Regions from separate parts of the Sus scrofa genome. Here all the other regions are linked to region 4. A link is a contact called in public HiChIP or PLAC-seq and promoter capture Hi-C data. All regions are on one chromosome and are shown on one strand. The core of a region is the stretch at or near the end of the contact, and the rest is flanking DNA. Distances in the headings are between cores, read along the strand shown. Region 1 holds the start of CDK12 (cyclin-dependent kinase 12). Region 2 holds the start of FBXO47 (F-box only protein 47). Region 3 holds the start of FBXL20 (F-box/LRR-repeat protein 20). Region 4 holds the start of RPL19 (60S ribosomal protein L19).

Region 1 (3,043 bases), core at 249-2,748, 200 kb before region 4:
TGCTGGATTGGTAGGCCGAAGGCTCCTTGTAAGGTGGGCTGACGGACTGCCTTCTTGAGGTACTTCCCGGACTCTTCTTGTAGGAGTCATAATTGCTAGAAGTGTGAGATCTTGGGGGACTAAGGTCATAATCTTGGCCATAAGAAGCTCCTGACGGGCTATCATCTTGCTTGGGGCTATCCAACCATTTCCGGTGGGGACTCCTGGACCTCCGTTTGGGGCTGTCCACTGTTTTGTAACTTTTGGGTGTTTCCCTTTTCCGATGACTTTTACTCCGGTCTTTGTGCCCAGACTTCAACTCACGTTCTTTCCGGGTCTTCTCCTTATGGAGTTTGGATGACCTGGATTCCTTGTTGCTGCTGCTTTTGGAGATCTGCGCCTTCCCATGGTCATCATTCTCCTCATTTGAACGCTTCGAAGTTCCTGATACCCGGTCCTTCATCGATCCCGACTTGCTAAAGGTTTCCAGGTTTTTTTCTTTCTCTGTCTGTTTAGTTTTTAGTAAGTCCCGGGAACGTCTGTGCTGATGGTGACGGTGTTTGTGCAGTCGGTCACTCCGATCAGTCCCGCGACGTTCATCATTCTCCCTCCTGTCCAGTTTGAAGGCCATGTCGTCAGAGAAGGTATCAGAATCTGAGCTAATGTCATCATACTCCACCAAAGGTTTGATAATTGTACCCAAAGGTGCTGCTTCGGGGGTCACCAACCCCATGTCTTTGGAGTGCTTGGACTTATGCCGCTTGTGCTTCGACACCAAGCGGTGACGCTCTCTGCTGTTGGAGCTGCCACCTCCCGATGACGGCTGCAAAGTTCCAGAAGCTCCTCCGCTCCCGTCCTTCTTGCCCCCATGTCTCTCTGGATTGGGCATTCCCTTTCCCCAGGCCTCAAAAAGGGGAAAAAGTTCCCCAGCACTCCAAAAAGTAACCCCCACCCTCCCCCCCAACCCCAGCCCCACGCCTACAAAATCACCCCTACAAGGGGGTGGGGAGGGAAGGGACGGTAGCCCAGGCTCCTCCTCCCTCCCGACTCCTCAGCACCCTCCTACATGAGGTAGGGGGTGAAGGAGCCAGAGAAGAAATGAGAGTTCCTCAGCAGTGGAGTTGTGAGACAACGGACTGCCGCTCGAGTCTGTTTCCCCTCCAACTCCAGCCGAGCCAATCCTCAGGCCTAGGCGCCCAGGAAGGAGGTCGAGGAAGTAGGAAGCCGGCGGCCCGGGGCTGTGGGGCCGACTCGGGCTCTGGGGCCCTGTGAGGACTGCGCGGGCCCTTCCCCTACCCGGTAGCCCGGCTCGGGGCGGCTTCCTGTCGCTGGGGTCCCGCGACCTAGGCGCCTCACACCCCCTTTGTCCCTCGCTCTTGAGGGAGCCCCGTTTCTAGCTTCCGCCTCACCTCAATACCTCACACACTCACTCGCTCCCTCACACAGACTCACAGTCACACACTAGGTTAAACCGAAACGGCACTTGGAGGAGCGGGGGGAGGGGGGTAATCCCGAGAAGTATCGCGAGAATATGCCCAACTCTCGCGGTACTTCGTGCTTCTCGTTCACCTCTCGCGGCTGCTTGCTCAAACAACGCGAGAGCAGGTCCCCGGCCAGAAACGCGTTCCGCCAGATTCTCGCGATAAGATCCCGGCTTCCCATTCGAGCAAAGCTTTATTGGGTCTAGGATGATCTTTTAAATTCAAAACTTTATTAATAACTCATTGAACAAAAACGTGTTCTCAGGCGCCAGCGCAAACTAATTTTTGCATGCTTTGTAACAACTCTCAAGTACCAGGATGAAAATAATGTCAACAGAACAAAGGACAAATGTGAGGACATTTCAACCCAAGTCCCTAAGTGTTAACAATTCTTCCCACTTGTATATACTACTACGTGCATTATCTCTAATTCTCTATTTCTCATACTACCCTGCAAAACACGATTTCCTTATCCCTATTTTACCGATAAGGAAACCCAGTCTCAGAAGAGCTAAATAACTCACTCAAGGTGACAAAGTTGGTCCATCAAGGGCCAAAAAAAGAGATTCAAATTCTTGTCCGACACTATACTACAAGCTCTTTCATTGTGTGGCACTAACCCTTTCAACTGCTTAAAGACTTGAATGCTCATCACCTCTTGAGATCATCTTATGACTCTTTAGGAATCATTTAGCCTTTTATTTTCACAGAGGATTATAATTACAAACAAGCAAAGCATAATATTCATGAACGAGACAAAAATCTTACACTTCCCTTCCTTTTTATTTTTCAAAACTCCTTAGCACATATTAACTCATTCCATCTTCACAACTTTCCTCTGAAATAGGGTTGTGATAGTGAGAAGACTAAGGCACAGGGAAGCTAAGTGACTTGTCCAGGCTTTCTCATTGTTTACTTCAGTAAACATGTATCTGTAAGACAAAGTTCCTTCTCTGTGTAACAGTGCCACTGAGGGTCCTCAAGTAGAATATGGACAATGTACTCATACACAAGAAGATATTAGGTGATATGTTCCCTTGTGGTGCAGTGGCTTTAGGACCTGGCATTGTCACTGCAGTGACTCAGATCGCTGCTATAGCAAGGGTTCAATCTCTAGCCCAAAAACTTCCACATGCTACTGGAATGCAAAATAATAATAATAATAATGTGATAAATGTTCGAAGAATATAAGAATGATAAACAGCAGTGTGAAGTTTCAAAAGGAGATTAGGAGTGATAAAAGAAAGCATTATAAAAGTAGGACATTTAGGGAGTTCCCATCATGGCACAGCGGAAACAATCCAACTAGGAACGATGAGGTTAGGGGTTCTATCCCTGGCCTCGCTCAGTGGGTTAAGAATCCAGCATTGCCACGAGCTGGGTAGGTCGCAGACCCGGCTCGGATCTGGCGATGCTGTGGCTGTGGCATGGGCCAGCGGCTACAGCTCCAATTGGACCCCTAGCCTGGGAACTTCCATATGCCATGGGTGTAGCTCTAAAAAGATTCCCCCCCAACAAAGAAGTAGGACATTTAGGAGTTACCTCTGGGGTGCAACCAGATTGGTGGTGTCTGTGCAGCATCA
Region 2 (3,050 bases), core at 332-2,831, 150 kb after region 4:
TATCTGAGGCCAGATTAAAAGAATCACAGAAGCTCAGGAAGAGACCACCTGAGGCCAGATTAAAGGAATGCAGACTCTGCACACACTCTGATTCTTATCAACAACCCCGCTCTTGAACCATTGCTATAAAACTTTTCACCAAATCCTCCAGAGCAGGATAAACAGTTTTTGGAGGCATTAGCCCACTGCGTGCCCCCTTGGCCTGGCAAATCGATAAAGCTATCCTTTTCTCCTTCACCCAAAACCCTGTATTCCAGATTGAATTGGTGAAGGTCCACAAAAGGCACTTAAAATCTGCAAAATTAAACTTTTTTGTTTGTTTATTTAGGGACACACCTGCAACACATGGAAGTTCCCAGGCTAGGGGTGGAATAGGAATAGCAGCTGCCTGCCTGTGCCATGGTCACAGCAATGCCAGACTCCAGCCATGTCTGTGACCTACACAGCAATGCTGGATCCTTAACCCACTAAGCATCCCAGGGATCAAACCTGCATCCTTATGGGTAATAGTTGGGTTCTTAACCCACTGAGCCACATTGGGAACTCCCTGTTTATTCTATCTTAAGACTAATAAGACTTATAAGAGTAATAAGCTTAGACTTAGACTAATAAGCTCCATGAAGCCAGGAAACATATATCTTGTTCTCAGTTGTATGTTTAGGGCCTTCCCCGTGACTAGCCCAGAGCAACTTTCAGTAACCAGCTACTGAATGAATAAATGAAGAAGGACTTAATCTTCAAGGGAGGGCCAAGCTAGGAAGATTTGCTTTGGACTCCATCTTTTTTGCTTTTTAGGATGGCACCACCATCAGCATATAGAAGTTCCCAAGGTAGGGGCCAAACCAGAGCTACAGCTGCAGGCCTACGTCACAGCAGTGTGGGATCCAAGCCGCATCTGCAACCCACACCAGGGCTTTCACAGCAACTCCAGATCCCTAACCCACTGAGCGAGACCAGGGATGGAACCAGCATCCTCATGGCTCCAGCGTCCTCATGGATCCTAGGGGGATTCTTTTCCGCTGCACCACAACAGGAACTTCCTTGGACTCCATCTTGACATGCCGGAGGCATCTTTGCTTCTAGGTACCAAAATAGGTTAAAAAAAGGAATGTTTGCAGGTTCTTCCCAACAGAAGTTTTCATTGAGTCCTCTTGTACCTTACCTTGTAGGGATGGGAGGAGTTAAAAAACTAAGATAAAGGGAAAGGAAGTGGCTTGGAGCAGATGTGTGGTGCGCCAGGTTGGGACGCTTCGTTTCGCACCGTCCCCTCCACGTCCGTAACTGCCCCACCCCTTCCGGTCATCGGTTTGAAGTAAAGGTGGTTTTGGCCTAAGTTCGGCCTCCAAAGACTACATCCTCGTTAATTATTCATAGCGTGGAAGGGGTCTGTGAGTGCCAGGACTTTTACTATTCATGAGGGGGCGGAGTCTCCTTCCCGAGCTCCTGGGGAGGGCTCTGAAATATTCAAGAGGAAGGAGGGCACTCTGGGAGCCGGCGTTCTTCCTATTCATGAGGGGGCGGGGCCTCCTTCCCGCTGGGGCTCCTGGGAGGATTCTAAAATATTCTCGAGGCCAAGGGGGCGCCTGGGAGGCAGGAACGCAGCTCCGGAACCGACCTGAGGCGGACCCTCCCTCTTCCTGGCGGCAAAATCTTTTTTTGAGGAAAAATTTTCTAAAACATTAAGAAGTTTTGAGGATGGAGGGGCAAAACGACTAAGTCGCATTTTCCTGTGATCCTTTAGCCGGGAAATTGTCCAAATCTGTGGTAAAAAGAGATTTATTTTCCCCCAATAGTTTCTGGAGACAGCTTCACCTTTTCGTGGACTGAAGGAGGTCAAAAATGCACCGCAGTGTGGTTTGAGTAGTATATCGGCCAGTTTCTCTTTTATGCCCCCGACCCCCTACCCCCAGTTTACCTCTCTGGAGATCTTTGGGCGAATTCTCGGGCAGATGGAGGTGGATCTCTTAAAAGATTGTCTTAGGTTAAAATAAAATAGAAATCCTAGTGAATTGCTGTTGGACGGTTTTCTCTGAAAACGGGGAAAGAAGTTCATCCAAGAGAGCCTTCAAAGCCTTTCACACGTGGGCAAAATGAGCGGGATGGAACAGGGCATTGAAACATCATCTTACTAGGATTATTTTGGTCCGTTAGTCTCATTCTCTAGAGGACTGAGAGGCAACCAGAAGTAATTTGGAATTACATCTTTAGGATTTTCAGAAAAGCCTGCTATCTCCCCCAAACCGTTTAGGTCTAAGTGAGGAAAATAAGAAATTGTAAGAGGAGACTAAAGCTTTTAAAGAATTTGGGTCATTGTGTTTTAATCCTCTCAGAGGTTTAAAAATATAGGCAGAGTGTGCTTAACACACTGGAGTCCGCGGGTATTAGGTTATCAGTGAGGGTCTGAAGATCCCACAAGCTCCACCCATTCCCAGCTTAGCAGGTCCTCAGAGAAAAAGAATAAATCCTAGGCCAGATGTATATTTTACTATAATGAAAATGATTTAAAATACCTACTGTGAAAAGTTGAAAACAATGTTATGGATTAAATTATTCTTCCATTTGGTCGAATCCCATGCAGTCTTTAAAATATATATATACTTGTAGAAGTGTATCTATTGGTATGGAAGGAAATTCCAGGTTTAATTACAATTACAATTGAAATGCAGATTATAAAAAAGGATGATAGTCCCTCTTTTTTTGTGAAAAAAATTATATATATATGTGTGTGTGTGTGTGTGTAAAATTCTGGAATGATATAAACCAAAGTGCTTAATGTTAAGTGTCAAAAACCAAATGAATTTAATTTTCTTCTTTTTATTTTGCTGTATTTTGTAAAATTTTTGACAATGCACATGCTACTTGTATCATTTTAATGATTATTTAGAAATATCTACTAATTTAAATGCTCATTGAATGATGCTGAAGCAAAGCACTATATAAGGTATGGGTTTTTTTAAAGAAGGCTCACAGTATGCGTTTTACTAAGCACTAAATTTCTTGGCCACATTTTCAAATCTATAACGGATTTTAAATTGATAAAAATTGGTATG
Region 3 (3,077 bases), core at 278-2,777, 160 kb before region 4:
ATAACTGCCAAACTTAAGATTGGTGACTCTTAGAAAGATTTACCTTAAGGCCTGGGTCTGAAAATTTAGTGCAGCACTCTTGTGAATTCTCAAAAGAATCTTTCCAGGGAGCCAGTGAGTCACAGTATCCAGTTGAGTCACTTAAAGCAGACGCCAGTATAGGAAACTCATTATTCACAATCCCTAGGTAATCTCATATTTGTTTACCTTTTTAAAAATCCCCTTCCCTCCCTTATTTCTACCCTTGAGTTAGTTTTTTGAGGGGTAGGAAGTATTTAACATCTCAGAAGCTAGGTTGGGAAACATGCTCAGCTGTAAAAGCTGAGCTTTAAATTTTGAGTTTTAAAAATGTACATCAGGAGCAGTTGGGAGGGGCTTTTCTAAAAAAAAAGTAATCTTTTAAATTTGATTTTCTGTGTGTATGGCCGTTCTGTAAATACTTTGGGGTTTTTCATTTTTTTGAAAGTAGACAAAATCTGTGGGATTTTTTTTCCCGAAACATTACAGAAACCTGTTTATTTACATGCAAATAAATTTCTTTGATAAAAAGCAACATGCCTATGTGTAATAAATTTCTAACTTTTGGATAATTGTTTATTCAGCTTTTTAAAAGTCCAATCAAAAGTATTTTAAAATAACAAAGGAAAAACCTTCCTTGAAATGTGTAACTGGAAAGGATAATTAGGGGAACAGAACTGTGAAAGTTTTCTTCATTTGATTTACCTGCTCAAGCCAGTTTTACTATCTTTTACAGGCCTTAGTCACCAATTGTATCAATAGTTCTTGCTGGGAGAAAAGTTCTGTTAGATGCAACAAAAGGCTGTTTTTATATGGCTGCAGTAAAGCAATCACATTAAAAGTATCTGGGACAGGAGGAGGCTATAACATCTAGATCTGGGTTTGTGGGCCTGAGAATGAGTTACTGAAGCTGGGTTCCTGGGTTCTTTTCTAGGGAAAAAAAAAGTGCTTTCAGAGTTGGGTAATAAGCCTTCCAGCTACAATACGCCTTTTTTTTTTTTTTTTTTTTTGGACTTTTTAGGGCCTCGCCCGTAGCATATGGAGGTTCCCAGGCTAGGGGTCTAATTAATCAGAGCTGCAGCCACCGGCTTTCACCACAGCCACAGCAATGCCAGATCCATGCCACGTCTGCAACCTACACCACAGCTCACGGCAACACCGGATCCTTCGAGGCCAGGGATCGAACCCGCAACCTCATCGTTCCCAGTCAGATCGTTAACCATTGAGCCATGACGCAAACTCCAAATATGCCTATTTTAAAAGATCTCCAGCACAATTTGCTCTTACAGAACTTTTTTTTTTTTTTTTTTTTTTTTTTTTTTGGCTTTTTAGGGCCAAACCCGAGGCATATGTAGGTTCCTAGGTTAGGGGTCCAATCGGAGCTACAGCTGCTGGCCTACACCACAGCCACAGCAACGTCTTATTCCAGCCTCATTTGCGACCTACACCACAGCTCATGGCAATGCAGGATCCTTAACCCACTGAGCGAGGCCAAGGATCAAACCCACAGTCAGATTTGTTTCCCCTGCAGAACCACATCTCTTAATCAGACAAGCCAGTTACTGAAAGTACAAAGTAACAGGGGTATGAAAATAAACTCATATCTGCTTTGAAATGCAATTGTAAGTCCAGCCAGCACTGCTAGAATTGATGATATAGTTTCCAATGTTTCATATTTGGGATATAATTCCGTAGTTTGTCGCTCTAAGTGTAAACTCATTTCTTAATTCATGGAAGTCAGATCATAAATTTTGAGACTTCAAGGTTTGAGGGCTGGTGTTACTAAAGTACATATTATCATGACACATCCAGCTTCTATAGAAGGAGCCTGAGTCAGAATGAATGTTACTACTGGGCAAGCGCCCCCGCCTACTCGTTCAGACACGCTTGTTTCTCCCGCCAAAGTGGCGTCAGGATCAGGATCTCACCAACCAGAGCCCTGATTGGAGGGCAGGCAGGCCCTAGAGCCCATTGGGTGCCAGCAGCGGTCGGAAAGCAGAGGGGCGGGAGAAGCCGAGGCCTTTCTGCCTCACCCGCCCCCACCTTCACCAAAGCGTGCCCCTCCCCCAGCTAAAGGAATGGTCGCCCAGCTCCAGCACTGCACCCCTTGACCCCAAGGCACGAGGTGCGGCCTCGCCGCATATCCCCAGAGCAGAGGGCAGCGCAATTACCCCCTGTCCTTCTAAACCATGCACAAGGAGATCCACTCCCCGCGGCGGCCCCCTAGGCCTCCCTGCAACACCCGGTAATGCAATCCACGGGGGCGGGGAAGGCGGTGGCGGCGGCGGCAGCGGCGGCGGCGGCGGCATCAGAACAGCCCCAATCTAGAGACGGCCAGAGAGGAGAAAAATGGCTCCAAGCAGGGACCGCCTGCTGCACTTTGGGTTCAAGGCTACAGTGAGTGATAGGGGAAGGGAGTTGGGTGTCTGGGAAGGACATGTGTGCCAGCGCAAGCTACCGGGAAAGCGACAAGACTGAGGGGGCGGGGGAGGACGAGACAGCTCAAGTGCTTGGTGGGTTGGTGCGTGCTGTTTGCCCGCGGATGGGAGAAGGGGGGCTTGGGCGCTGTGTGCAGTTGTCCTGCTTTCCTCTCTCTCACTGGTCTGCGAGCACGCGCACACTCGCTCCCGCCCCACAGCCCCTCCCATACACAAATACACACACAGACATATAGACACTTCCCTGCCTCTTCTTCTTGCGGTGGGCTTGGCGGCCTTGGAGGCGAGGGCGGGCTCACGCCGCCGCCGCCGCGCTCCCGGGCGGATGGTCGCGGGCTGCGCCCCGGGGTGGGGGAGGGGTGGTCCTGCGCTGCTGCCGCCGCCGCCGCCGCGCGCTCCTCCTCCTCCCCCTCCCCACACCGTTCCGAGGCCCGGGCGGTTCTGCCCAATGAGGAGCGGCGTTGCTGGCAGGTGGGGAGTGTTTTTGTTTTGGGTTGAAGTTGAGGCGGAGGAGAGAGAAGAGCTAGCGACAAGCAGTCGTCGCCACCGCCGCGGGAGGCGGAGGAGGCCCTGCGGGATTCAAGAGGTCTCCCCTCCCCGCCGACGGCTCTTGCCCGCCGT
Region 4 (2,852 bases), core at 48-2,547:
CTCCTAAATCTGCACATTCAAGTTAACACAATTGTGCCACCTTTCATCCCTCAAGGGTTGAGCAGGTGATAGGGCAAAGAAAGGTCGCAGAACCCAAGAACTCACGGGAGTTGGCGTTGGCGATTTCATTAGTCTCATTGGGGTCCAACCAGACTTTCTTTTTGCCACAGCGGAGGACACTGGAGGCAAGCCTCTTCTGAAGCCTGAGCATACTGTAACAAACAGAAAACACTATCAGGCCCTGGAAACCATTCCTGGGCAAGGAGCATCCCCAGCAAGACCTGCCCTCCAAAGCCTTCTAATGTGAAATATACCACAGGATATGGATGTATGTGCATTTAGTACTAAGGACAAACATGTCTCTCCCGCCCCAGGCTTTTGCCACCCACAATGGCACCTCCAAATTAAAAATCTCCCCTGTATCCAGATTTTTGTTAATGCCTTGGCAACTACCCATCCCATAATGTAGACAAAGCCCAAGCTATATCTTGACGTATTTGCGCCTCAGTTTTCTCCTCTGGAAAATAAGATGAACGGATGAAATTGAAATTTATAGAGGGAGCTAATACTCTGACATGCACCAGTGAAAATGAATTTATTTAACGCGAAGAATCTGAGGCCAGCGGAGCCGATTCGCTAGTCAGTCTTCTGATTCCTGGGCTCGTTTTTCTCATCTTATCACAGTAATATACTAGCCTTAAGGATTTTCTTATGATGGCTCCACCGAATAAAAGGCATCAAAGAACCAGGGATTGCTTCATCCCGGACAGTCGGAGGCTCGAGACCTACGCGAGGCCCCGTCCTACGTCACATGCAAGCAGACATGGGCTCGGAGCCACAGATTGACCCAGCGAGTAAGGAAGCCATAGCCCGGTTCCCGCCACCGCCTCTCTTCTGCCCGCAGGAGTAGCCTCGGACACGTGTGGGGCGCAGGGCTCGCCCTTCCTCCTGCGTAAGAGTGCCCAGGACGCTCTCCCACCCCCATCCTCTCCAGGCCAAGAGCTAGTGTGCTCCGGCCTACCCTAAGCTCCAAGGCCGGCCGCTTCAGGGCCGTCTCCACCTCAACTCTCCCACCAGGGGCTGAGGTATCGAGCCGTCGAGTGCCCTGGCAGCCGGAATCAACCAAAATCGGAGACCCTGGAGCCCTTACCTCATGGCTGCTGCCGCAGCGGCGAAAGGAAAGAACTTGCTCTCGCCAGGCTCCTCCCATTATCTGTGCAGGGGAGAGCTCATCCCTGGCTCCGCTTTCGCCCGTATTCCCCTCCAGTCTTTTCATCTTCTGCCACCATAAACGTACTTATATCTTCTGTAAAGATCCGGGATACTCGAAGCCTAATATCAGAAATCGGTTTTAAACTTAAAAACATAGAAAATATACCCCTTCGGCATGGCAAAGTGGTATAGTCCGACTTCCTATTAGGCATGCGTGGCAAGGGTGTCTGGTCACGTGGATGGCGGAAGCCGGAAGTCAGCTGGGTTGCGCAGGCGGGTTGAGGGAATTTTGCTAGAGTGGCCCGTTTCTCGCAGTCGCGTTGGGTTCTTTGGGTGTTTTATTGGCGCGGGGCGGGTGTGGAAGGTGAAGCAAGAGGGAATAATGAGGGCGGATTTCAGACAAAAGCAGCCCTGTATTCACTCTCTTAATTATTGGGAGACCCTGGAGGTCAGAATAAACCACCAAAGATACTAGCTGATGTTTTTGCACCCCTATGGTCCTTGATCTCTTAGTGCCTCAGTTTCCTTCTCCGTATAGTGTACGTGATATATCCGTTGTTCAGTTGTGAAAATCGCATGAGTTAACGTTTGCAGCTTGCGAAGGCAGGCATTAAGACCAGCTCCTCTTTAAAAATAAATAAGTAAAAAGGCATGCTCCTTATGACAGGAACCAGTCTTTTGTTTGGCTCATACTGTATGCCGGCAGCCATGGAGCTTTGCACATAGTAAGCACTTGAGAAATAAGGAGCGAATGAATAGCTGTGAAAGTCTTAAACCTGGTTGCTAGAACCTCTCATAGTTCTTTCCTCTTGCTCTGGAGTTCCCAATGCAAAAACCTAAGGAAGTGCAACTAGAGATTATCGTACTAAGTCAGAAAGACAAAAACCTTATAATATCACTCATATGTGGAATCTAAAATATGGCACAAATGGGAGATCCCCATTGTGGCTCAGTATCCATGGGGACGCTGGTTAGATCCCTGGCCTCACTCAGTGGGTTAGGGATACAGTGTTGCCGAGAGCTGTGGTGTAGGTCCCAGTCCGCGCTCAGATCTGGTGTTGCTGTAGCTGTGATGTAGACTGGTGGCAGCTGCAGCTCAGATTCCACCGGAGCCTGGGAATCTCCACATGCCACAGGTAGAGACCATAAAAAAAGCAAAATAAATAAATAAAATATAGTGCAAATGAATCTATCTACAAAACAGAGACTCACAGAAAACAGACTTGTGGTTGCCACGGGGCGGGGGGTGGGGGGAATGGACTAGGAGTTTGGAATTAGTAGATGCAAACCATGGCATTTAGAATGGATAAACAAGGCGTTTCCGTCTTGGCTCAGAAGAAACGAATCTGACTAGTATCCATGAGGATGCAGGTTCCATCCCTAGACTCGCTCAGTGGGTTAAGGATCCATCTGGCATTACTGTGAACTGCGGATCAGATCTTGCATTGCTGAGGCTGTGGTGTAGGCCCCCCGCTTCAATTCTGATTGGATCCCTAGCCTGAGAACCTCCATATGCTGCGGATGCAGCCCTAAAAGACAAAAAAAAAAAAAAAAAAAAGAATGGATAAACAAGGTCTTATTGTATAGCACAGGCAACTATATTCAATCTCCTGGGATAGACCACTATGAAAAATAATATA

Evidence for each region. Promoter capture Hi-C pulls out the DNA fragments that hold promoters and counts their contacts. HiChIP or PLAC-seq counts read pairs in DNA pulled down with a chosen protein or histone mark.
Region 1: an H3K27ac HiChIP or PLAC-seq map of alveolar macrophages shows a contact between it and region 4. The contact joins the promoter of CDK12 here to the promoter of RPL19 in region 4. A contact is called at or near these places in 1 of 5 promoter capture datasets (fetal liver), 2 of 47 Hi-C or Micro-C datasets (embryonic fibroblasts and heart right ventricle) and 1 of 2 datasets of contacts at active chromatin or transcription factors (alveolar macrophages).
Region 2: a contact with region 4 is called in a promoter capture Hi-C map of liver, with 2.4 times the contacts expected there. The contact joins the promoter of FBXO47 here to the promoter of RPL19 in region 4. A contact is called at or near these places in 1 of 5 promoter capture datasets (liver) and 1 of 2 datasets of contacts at active chromatin or transcription factors (alveolar macrophages).
Region 3: a contact with region 4 is called in an H3K27ac HiChIP or PLAC-seq map of alveolar macrophages. The contact joins the promoter of FBXL20 here to the promoter of RPL19 in region 4. A contact is called at or near these places in 1 of 5 promoter capture datasets (fetal liver), 2 of 47 Hi-C or Micro-C datasets (embryonic fibroblasts and skeletal muscle) and 1 of 2 datasets of contacts at active chromatin or transcription factors (alveolar macrophages).

Annotation. Positions count from the first base shown.
Region 1 is chr12:22,829,897-22,832,939 of Sscrofa11.1, forward strand. It overlaps CDK12 (cyclin-dependent kinase 12), which reads right to left and starts at 1,499. Exons shown (of 18, transcript XR_002337130.1): 1 at 1-1,499. MED1 (mediator of RNA polymerase II transcription subunit 1) reads left to right here and starts at 509. Exons shown (of 20, transcript XM_021067050.1): 1 at 509-623.
Region 2 is chr12:23,180,157-23,183,206 of Sscrofa11.1, forward strand. FBXO47 (F-box only protein 47) reads left to right here and starts at 1,582. Exons shown (of 11, transcript XM_021067059.1): 1 at 1,582-1,764.
Region 3 is chr12:22,871,868-22,874,944 of Sscrofa11.1, forward strand. It overlaps FBXL20 (F-box/LRR-repeat protein 20), which reads left to right and starts at 1,528. Exons shown (of 17, transcript XM_013979813.2): 1 at 1,528-2,415. It overlaps MED1 (mediator of RNA polymerase II transcription subunit 1), which reads left to right. Exons shown (of 20, transcript XM_021067050.1): 20 at 1-553.
Region 4 is chr12:23,033,040-23,035,891 of Sscrofa11.1, forward strand. It overlaps RPL19 (60S ribosomal protein L19), which reads right to left and starts at 1,298. Exons shown (of 6, transcript XM_003131509.5): 1 at 1,151-1,298; 2 at 106-212. The coding sequence starts at 1,155.